Linked DNA regions of Zea mays: region 2 is linked to region 1. Evidence: chromatin contacts called from public Hi-C data. All regions are on one chromosome and are shown on one strand. Each heading gives the region's core, a stretch centred on a gene start, on an enhancer-like site or on the middle of the called end of the contact. The rest is flanking DNA. Distances are from core to core; before and after follow the strand shown. Region 1 holds the start of LOC100278883 (Protein LOW PSII ACCUMULATION 2 chloroplastic). Region 2 holds the start of LOC100272936.

Evidence for each region. Hi-C and Micro-C count contacts between places; a contact is called where the count stands out from the background.
Region 2: a contact with region 1 is called in a Hi-C map of endosperm, with 4 times the contacts expected there. The contact joins the promoter of LOC100272936 here to the promoter of LOC100278883 in region 1. A contact is called at or near these places in 7 of 25 Hi-C or Micro-C datasets (bundle sheath, ear, endosperm and 2 more).

What each region holds. Positions count from the first base shown.
Region 1 is chr5:74,703,451-74,708,235 of Zm-B73-REFERENCE-NAM-5.0, reverse strand. LOC100278883 (Protein LOW PSII ACCUMULATION 2 chloroplastic) reads right to left here and starts at 2,657. Exons shown (of 3, transcript NM_001152015.1): 1 at 2,251-2,657; 2 at 1,544-1,697; 3 at 522-750. The coding sequence starts at 2,626. The coding sequence ends at 1,558. It overlaps LOC100191642 (Polyketide cyclase/dehydrase and lipid transport superfamily protein), which reads left to right and starts at 4,673. Exons shown (of 5, transcript NM_001348730.1): 1 at 4,673-4,785. The coding sequence starts at 4,759.
Region 2 is chr5:75,068,041-75,072,825 of Zm-B73-REFERENCE-NAM-5.0, reverse strand. It overlaps LOC100272936, which reads right to left and starts at 2,663. Exons shown (of 6, transcript NM_001147388.1): 1 at 2,375-2,663; 2 at 1,861-2,004; 3 at 1,636-1,727; 4 at 1,261-1,447; 5 at 972-1,127; 6 at 500-804. The coding sequence starts at 2,500. The coding sequence ends at 751.

The sequences.
Region 1 (4,785 bases), core at 1,408-3,907:
GGCTTACCTTTAATTCTCTTTGCAAACACACACTTGCATTTTTATTTAAGCAAGAGCGTATGGTGGTGCATGTCTGATGACTAACGATGTACGAGGAAATTTCTTCCGGCATGTGTAGAATGTGCTCTACAATGATGAGATCATACAAATCGTGGCATATATCGAAGTCTGTATGATACTGATGGTTGCAATGTAGTGGTAAAACAATTAGATTAAAATAACAAAATTTATGTATGGCTAGGATCATAAATTGATTATGAAACATTTTCTCATAACAGTATAACACACATTTTGTATATAAGTTATCATAGTATACTGGTATTATATATTCTCGTTGTAACGCACGGGCACTCAGCTAGTTTTATATTATGCAAAGAGCCAACACATGTTACATATCAAGAGTGTGTAGACACGAAAACACTCCTACATGGTTATCAATAGATAAACAAATTTAGGATAAACTCTGACAGCAATCTACCATGCAAATTGTGTGGTCAAAATGGTCTCAACAAGCCAATTGATCGCCAAAAACCAATATACAACTCAACTTAATACATATTCAGGAAAGTATCCATTGATCGTTAATTTACAAACAAACAAAAAAGAATAATTAGGAATTTGGGATGCAGGATATAAGGAAAAATAAATAAAAACACCAGCCTATTCTCTGGCACATATCTGCTGCTTTAAGCTACTTCATACATAACAAGCACATTTGCTAACTCTACCCTCATCATTGCTCCAAACATGCTGCATCAAAGAAGATAAAAGTTAGTAACAGCATCAGAGGCAGGGAATGGATGGCAGTTGCAGAGACAGACATAAACCTATGAAAAAAACATGAAAACCTTTGCATGGAACATTATTTTTGGACACCTAGATTCTAGAAGCTACTAGTGTGCACAAATGTTATCATGAAAGTTAACATCATGATAAAACTAATGATATTGAAGTATTATCTACCAGTCTAGATAATTGTAATGTGAAACTTCCAGAAAAAACAAATATGCATTGCAAAAAAAAAACTTAGCAATGACTACGAACCCCTTTTTCCTTAAAAGAAACTCTTGAGGTGTACCATCCAGAACCTAATTATGAAGCACATTATTACTATTCAGTGTTACTCTTCTTGTACCATCCAGAACCTAATTATGAAGCACATTATTACCACATTGCAGGATTTATAATTTGTAGATACCACAATAGCATCTTTATGCATCATTACATGCATTAAAACAAATGCTAGGAACAAAACTGTTTAGAGCAACTTAAATAACCTATGGTCCAGCTGGAGTAAGAGATTCACTCATCAATCAATATTTCTATCGTGATGTCTAGAGTAAGAGATTCACTCATCAATCAATATTTCTATCGTGATGTCTAGAGTAAGAGATGCCCTTATCCACCAGCAGCTCTATCGTGAAATCATTCAATCTTGACTTTCTAGTGAAGCATAACATACCATAAACTGTAGAATAGCGTGTGAACAAAATTAGGAGAAGTAAAGCCTAGATGTTCACAAGATGATTATATTTAGTCTCACCTTCGTGCTGTCATCTAGCTTTTGCTTTTCTCGCTTTCAAAGTATTTGAGGACACCATACCCAACCGTACCAGCCAAAAACAGAACAACTGTTGGAGTGAACGATGGATAAAGGTACTTAACAAAGAAGCTGTCATATTCCTCTGGCAGAAAACCTGCATGACATACAAGTTCAAAACATGACTACTTGGCTCAGCAGTTCTGCAGTACCAAAAGCTTTCACAACTTAACTAGTAGTTTTATGCTTTCTTTGATAGTTTTGTGCATCATGCTACACTCAGATTCATGTCGCTGATTACTTCAATGTATCATTGGTTCAGGATTCAGGAATTGCACCTGGCAATTCCAGAGTTGCGATGATCGCTGCACCAATATGTTACATTTGAAGATTTCTCATGTCTTGAGTACTATAATGCGATTTATGAAAGGTAAAAAAAGCCACCAGTGACTATTTATGAAAGGTAAAAAGCTGCCATGTGAGCTAAAAAACTACCACAATGCCACCACCATGACAATTTTGTTCAATTCATCAATAGTTGACAGAATAATAGCACCATCCCTTGTGTTAATATAGTCATATGTACGCACAAAGTTCCTCAATTGGGGAGACTACAGTCATATTCTAAACTGAATTCACCAACAGTCCACCATAATCAAAGTGAGTGCAGCACTGTAAGTTGGAGACCAAATTGCTAGTACGTATATTACCGGAGGCGGCGAGTGCGATGCCCTCGACAAGGATGATGATGCCTAGCCCAAGCCAGGCGAGGAGGAAGGCGTTCTCGTTGGCCTGCCGCTGCCGTAGCTCCTCCTCCGTGGGCCCCTTCCCACCGGCGCCCCCGGCCCTGGACGCCGCCTCATTCTTCTGCTGCTGGAATATGGAGGCGCTTCCCGGCGGCGCGCGGCGGACCACGGGCGCTGGAGGCTCCAGCGCCTTGGTGTCCTTGCCCTTGCTGCCGCTCTTGGGCTTCTTGCCCTTCTTGCTCCCCGAGCTCGAGGAAGAGGCGGTGACGCGGAACACGGGCGGCGCTCGGAGGAGGGTCACGCCGGCGCCGGGGAGGAGCGCGGGGGAGAGGGACGCCATGGCCACGGCGACGGCGCGCGGCTTATCCGACAGTTTGAGGGGGAGATGACGAGGTGAGTTTGTGGGCCGGGCCGGAGAGAGGGATGGACGCGTGTTTCGTGGGCCATGGCTTCCTTTCATTCTTATATCCAGGAAATCCAATTTAACTCCCTCGTCTCATTTTGCTCGTTGAATTCCAAAATCAGAAGAATTTTTTTTGGCATCCCTCGCCTTTTAAAAAACAATTGTTTTTCACCTATAGTGGTTTTACTGATGTGGTGATCCATATCATATGGGCTAAACTAAGTTAAAAGTTTGAGAAGACAAATCAGATATATTTTAAAAAAATCCAAAGAAATAAAAAATGTTTCATTTTTCTTTTTTAGACCAAAACCTATATAGGATGACATCCTTTCGTTTTGAAGTATGCCATTACATGTTTTCATATAAACTCAGTTAGGCGCTGTTTGTAAAAGATATTAACTGAAGATGATGTTTAAAATGCGTGGTTTTAATATTCGATGATGTACATGTTTTACAAGTGTCCTTACGGCCAAGGCGACAAGCTCTCTAGCCACGCTAGACGTGCTCGGATCACTACCCGCGACGTGTCAGCTCGTGCAGCAAGAAAAATCTGTGTTGGAGAAGTACCAACAATATGGGTGGCAGACACAAGGGGGGGCAAAAATATAGCACAGAGCACGCAAAAAAAAAAGCACGGATGCTGCCACTCACGACGGCCGACCGGCCCGACCCGATTAGTGGTGGCGATGTGACGCCGCCGGCGAGGGGGGGAGTGGGGCACCAAAGCGAGTCGCGAGCCGACGTGGCGGCGCGGCGTTGGACGGGAGTGAGATTTGGGCCCCCACCGGAATCGACGCGCGCCACCGGCAGCCTCAGCCCCCAGATCCCCTTATCGCTTTGGGGTTGGGCTGGGCTTGTCGCGGCAGTGCATGCGCCCGGTCCATGGGCTGCTGCATCGTACGGCCACAAGACAAGAGCGCCCCTTTCATCAAATGAAAAAAGAAAAGAAAAGTGAGTTTCTTTTGTCTCACTAATATTTTTTTTGGGTTCTATTATATCCCCTTATCGCTTTTGTGGGATATATCCAACATGGGAGAGGAGGGGAATTGAGAAAGAGTACGTGACTGACTCTAGGGTGATTTAGTCAATTAGTCTCAGCCAAGAACAATGACGTATCGTAGAAGCATAGGATCGGAAGGGTTTACCGAGTTGACCACCCACCAAATCGCATGTTTGAATAACACTCTCCATGTAAAATACTACCTCGGTTCCTGAATAAACAAATCAATTTTCTAGGAGCTGATCCAACATGTAAGATTGGTCCGATTCCCCCCCCCCCCCCCCCCCCCCTTTTTGCTCTAGGAGCTGATTTATTTGGACGAAGATTTTGTTTTTTCCACACCTAATCAAACGTCATGTTGCTACGGACTAATAGTTATGCATGGCCCTTTTTGTGTAGTTTGGCAAGCCTAGAAGCCACGGGCATAGCATATTCCTTTTAGCTGTGTACCCTTTGTGCCTTTAAGGAACAACACGGGGAGTCGGGGATACATGGAATGCTTAGGAAAGCGACTTCACAACCAACAGCTAATGAGATGATGCGGTAAGTAAGCACACACCATCAGCACGCTATTATAATCTATAATACATGAGTTAGAACACCAAAGGGCAAACCATACCTTTTCTTTTCTTTTTTAACAAAAAAATGATGAAACGCTTAAGTCCTAACCAATAAACAAATGCCCACCAGACTCAGCTCTTGTTTTTGTTTACCATATCACGTAGCATCCACGCAGCTCTGCGAACTCCAAATAAAGTAGGGTGGGATTGATTATTTAAACTCTGCAAAGTACAAAAATGAAAGGTTTAGAAATCAGATAGGTAGAAAAGATAGGGAGGTCAAGAGTGAGATAGTCCATGCACCGTGTCCACACGCCTCCATCCCTGCTCGTGCACCACACCTTACCCTTCCCTAAACCAAACAAAAAAATCGAGTCTTTAATCCTCGCCAGAGGCCGTAAAGCCCCCCTCCTTCCTCCCTCCCTCCATCCCTCCCCCTACCCTGCCCCCACACACACACCGCCGCGTCCGACCCCCTACGCCGTCGACTGCTCGGCCGGTCGGCTCCGATGGGGTACGTGCTGTCGGCGGTGGGC
Region 2 (4,785 bases), core at 1,414-3,913, 360 kb before region 1:
AGTGTAAACCATTATCATTACCCTTTGCGTTACATTTCGTGAACCAAACAACACCCGTCAGGGACCATAACGGAGAAGCAAGGCAAAGCTGAAACCGAAAGAGACCCCCGATAGAACGCGAGGGCCTACTGTGCTGCTGCTGCTGCTAAAGAAAGCAGAGCCAGGACAGGAGGCAACATGTGTCGGTGTGCTCTATCGGCTGTGCCTGTGCCGTGCCGCAGGTTTATCTTGGCTTCGTCAGAATTTAGAAAGGGTAGAGTAGTATTACTGTCATTCGGTCAACATCGATGTGATAGACAGCCACCACTCCCCTCTCCTTACCAGTCCACGACAGGACAGTACGGCGGCACGGCAGTCCGCAGTGCGTCGGTCTCACTCGTCCACGCTGGGCGCTGGCCGTCGGCTCGTTACGGCGGCGGCGGCATGTTCCAGCCACCAGAAACGGGTGACGATCATCACTACTACTATAAACCGTCACAAACAAGGACAGGAATGGACTGTGCAATAGCAACATCTTTAATTTGCATTCTATCCAAAGGCCAGCGAACACAGGCACAGGCAACCAAACCAAGCTTAACCAGATTGACATAGCTATTTACAGACTCATCAAGAGAGGAAGAGAACAAAGGTGCCGAACAAAGGAACACTTCTGAACACTCAGCTCAGTTCCACACTTCCACCCCAGGAAGGAACCCCAGCAGTTACTCCTATGCATATGTGGAAGTGGAAGAGCTTCCCTTCTCGACGCGCTCACGACCTCTTCTTCCTCTTCTTGTCCTCCGACTTGTCGGCCCCGTTCTTGAGCTGCAGAGCATGCAACACCAACGGTTCGGTCAGTACAGCCATTCAGAAACAACCGCCACCGGCAGCACAGGGAGAAATCTGAAATCAAAATCATGCGCAAGCTATTCCACCAATATAATCCGCGGCAGCAACCCAGCATCATCACCAAGAGGAAAGAGCTCACTCACCATGATGACGAGGACGCGGACGAGGACGGCCACGAAGTCTGTGAAGAGGGTGAGGGCGTGCTTGACGTGGTCCATGTCGCCGCGGTGCGCCCTCTCGATGATCTCCTGCGTGTCGTACACCACGTAGCCCAGGAAGATGAGCAGCCCGAAGTAGACCTGCAGGAGGAGAAAGCAAGCAAGTGTTCAAGCCAAGGCTGCTGTGTGCATGCATCTCACAGACGGACAAGCAATGGATACACTGTTGCTCCATCGGATTATAAATTAAAAGAGGATAGAGGCAGGCAGGCACCTCGAACATGAAGCTGGTTGCGGAGTGGCCGAAGATGGAGCCGGCTAGCTGCAGCCAGAGCAGGATGGAGAGCCCCGACGAGAGCAGCCCACCCAGGTAGAGGTACTCCCTGCGCCTGGCCACCATGGCCGCGCCGGTGAAGCACGCGAACGCGATGGCAGTCCCCACGAACGCCGTCACCAGGATGCTGAGGGAAAAAAAACAGCCATTCGTCATCTAAGCATTTGTCTACTACTACAACTTATGGCGGGCTGGTGACGCATTGCCAGCCTGGTAGCGTTCGAATCCTGATTATTACTGTATTATTATTATCTTAATCAAGCAGCGCACAGCGCAGGCAATTTCCGAGAGACAAGACGACAAGTGCAAGGTTACCTTGGGTCAAATTCCACGGCGAGCTTGACGAGGGGTCCGACCGAAGCGCCTTCCAGGAGGGCAGCCGCCATCAGCAGCCCATACCTCTTCCTCTGCACACACGCACGCGCACAAACAGGGCAACACAGTGTGAGAGACGAAGGCGCAATGGACAATTTCGGTTGTGTCAACTGACGAAGGAGAGACGAACGGACGACACGACGGATCACGGGCGGACGGACTGACCTCCTCGTAGACGGGCACCGAGAAGAGCCAGGCGATGCTGCCGACGCAACCGAGCATTGTCAGCGTACCGCCGATGTTCCAGACCACGTGCAGGTAAGCGCCCACCGCCGACGAGGCCAGCGCCGCGCACAGGGTGAGGTAGACCTGCAGGCAACCAAGCCGAACCAGAGGGTCAGATTTGGATTCAAATCGATTTATCATATCTTGCTGTTCTAACCGGATCATGCATGTTCTTAAAGTGACGAATCGATCGAATCGGTGGCATCCGCAGTTGCAGTTCTCAACGCAAGGAACACGACGCGCGCGAATCACAAGATTACGTCAGGGAATTACGCATCAGCTACACGCAACCCGCAGGAGAATTTCTGGAACGCACGAAACCAACGACTGATATATATTTTTAAAAAAATACGAAATGCTAATTGCGCGAGTCACAACGACTATAGCCCCCGGAATTTCTGAAACGCACGCCCACGACGAGAAGAACAGGGAGAATCGCGAACGGGGGACGTACGAGCTTGAGGTGGGTCTGGACGGCGGGGGTGATCTGGCGGAAGTTCTTGAGCGAGTCGTAGCTCCATCCGCCGGCGCCGTAGCCGTAGGGCGCCGACGCGGAGGAGGCCGAGAAGAACGCGTCCATGTGCGATGGATGGATTTGTTGGTTTGTTTGGGATCGAGTGGAGGATCTTGGGGGAGGGAGGCCGATCGAGGGGGAATGCGAGGGAGGCCGATCGAGGCAGGCTAGTATATGTACCGAGCCGGCGTGGCGTGGCGTGGCGTGGCGGTGGGAAGGAGAAGGACGAAGGAACGAAAGCTTCTCCGGACTCCCCCAGAAGTTTCCTTCTAGTGCGTGCGTGCGTCGCCGCTCATGCATGCCGTATTGCCGTATCAGCGAACCGCATCGATGACGCGAAACCGCTCCGGACCGACCAATGCCGCGCGCCCACGTTGGCGGGACGGATCCTGATCCGTGGTGCGGGCCCGGGAAGAAGCTTCGGGCCTGGTCGCGCAGGCGCCCGAGTGCACTAGGCGCCTAGCGGCGGGCGGCTCCACCTGACAGGTGGGCCCGGGACGGTATGCCGGCCCGCGCTTCGAGAAATCCGGTCCCACTGCCCCGTGGGCCCGACTGGTCTGCACAGCCAGATGGGCTTTCTTGGGCACGGTCCACGTCGTGTATTTGTATTGTGTATGTATTTGAAAATTTCCGTGTACGACGAGCGAGCATTACGTATGCGCGTGCTAAATCCAGGCTGCTTCTTCTTCTTCAAGCATAGTCCAGAGAAACTTAAGCGCGTTGGTCGTTTTCAGTTTGGAATTTACTACGCACTATGAAAGTTCTCTTCTTATTTTTCTTCTTCCAAAATTGCGCTTCATCTGCATGCGACGTCGTCGAGTGGGGTCTTGTCGTTTTGTATCCGTGTTGTCTCAGAATTCCGGTGGCGCCAGCAAGCAGCAGTACAGCCGCCAGTAGTAACAAGGGGGCGTTAGAGGTATTCTCTCCCACCGAAAATCACTTCTACCAAGTCAAACGATAAAATTTTGAGGTGCTTTATAGTAAGAGTACAGTAAATCTAATTTCTACTTTGTATTAAAAAGTGGGAGCCAAAAAACCTGCTTCCCACCACCCACTCTTTAACCCCTTGTTAATCACTTTATGACCTATTTACCAAACAATTTTTGTCAAATAGATTCACTTTCGGTAGAGAATCACTCAAAATCACTTCATTAGAAAATCAGCTCTCGGAGCTAGAAAATTATGGAACGGAGCTCTACCAAACAATCCCTTGCATTAGAGTCACCGTCGGATCGGATCCGCCACGTACGTGAAAGCATGCATGGACGCGCGAAGGTTGTTAATTTGCGTCCAGGCAATTCAGTCCAAAGTTATAGGGCCTGTTTGGTTGAGAGCCTGTGAGGCATTTGCCTGCCACACACGCAATCTCAATCCCAGACGATCAAAATCCAACACCTAAGGTATGTTTTGTTGCAATGATAAGACGAGATGAGATGGGACGATCCCTCAAATAAATTTATTTGGTTCAGGGTCAAGAGTTGAGACAAGACTATCCCAATGTTGTTCCCAGTTATCCGACGTCTCAGTCCTAGCTATCTCACAACTAAACACACTCTAAGGTTGTTGCCTCGCTGGCTGACTCAGACAGATGTGCCACGAAGTAAACCAAACAAGTCTTTAGGACAGGCAGCAAGCGACCATCTCGTGCCTAATAATAATAACTGCGCACACTCCACAGTATGTGGCTGGGGATTTTCGCTTCTCGCACGTCCAAAGTCATCACTCATGCTTGCACTAGCAAAGTGCCCGTACTTAGGTTACTATGCTTTACATTTATACCTGAGTGTAGATTATAAAGCACAAAGATATGTGTATCTGTTGGTTAGGCAAGTGTGAGTGTGAGTTTGGACCTAATAACCATGGTTCGAATCTTTATTTATATACCGATGGAAATTGGATCCCATCAAATCAAAAGGACGGCGGGTTAATTACAAAGAAATATAAAAAGTTCTTTTTTATAAGAATGATGATAGTAGAAGCGTGCAACTAGAAAAGCTAGTACTTTAATATAGTAGAGATTATTATCATGTCCGATAATAAATAAACCCGTGGGATATATAATTTTAGAAAATCGAGGAATGTTTGACGACTACTCTGAGGACTATACCCCAAAAGTTAACTTTAAAATAACTATAAATAGGACATCAAAAGCAAATATATTATTTCCAATGATATATATTTTTTAGCAGTTGAAAAATAAGTTAGTTTTTGGGGCTTTTTTTTGTCGTCTTCAAAAATAAAAGCTTATTTACGACCGGTAGAGACTGGCGGCCACAAACCGAAAGCTTATTTTGACTGGCCGCCAAAAATAATAAAGCAATGTCACTTGCAATCTCAATACACTTATCAAA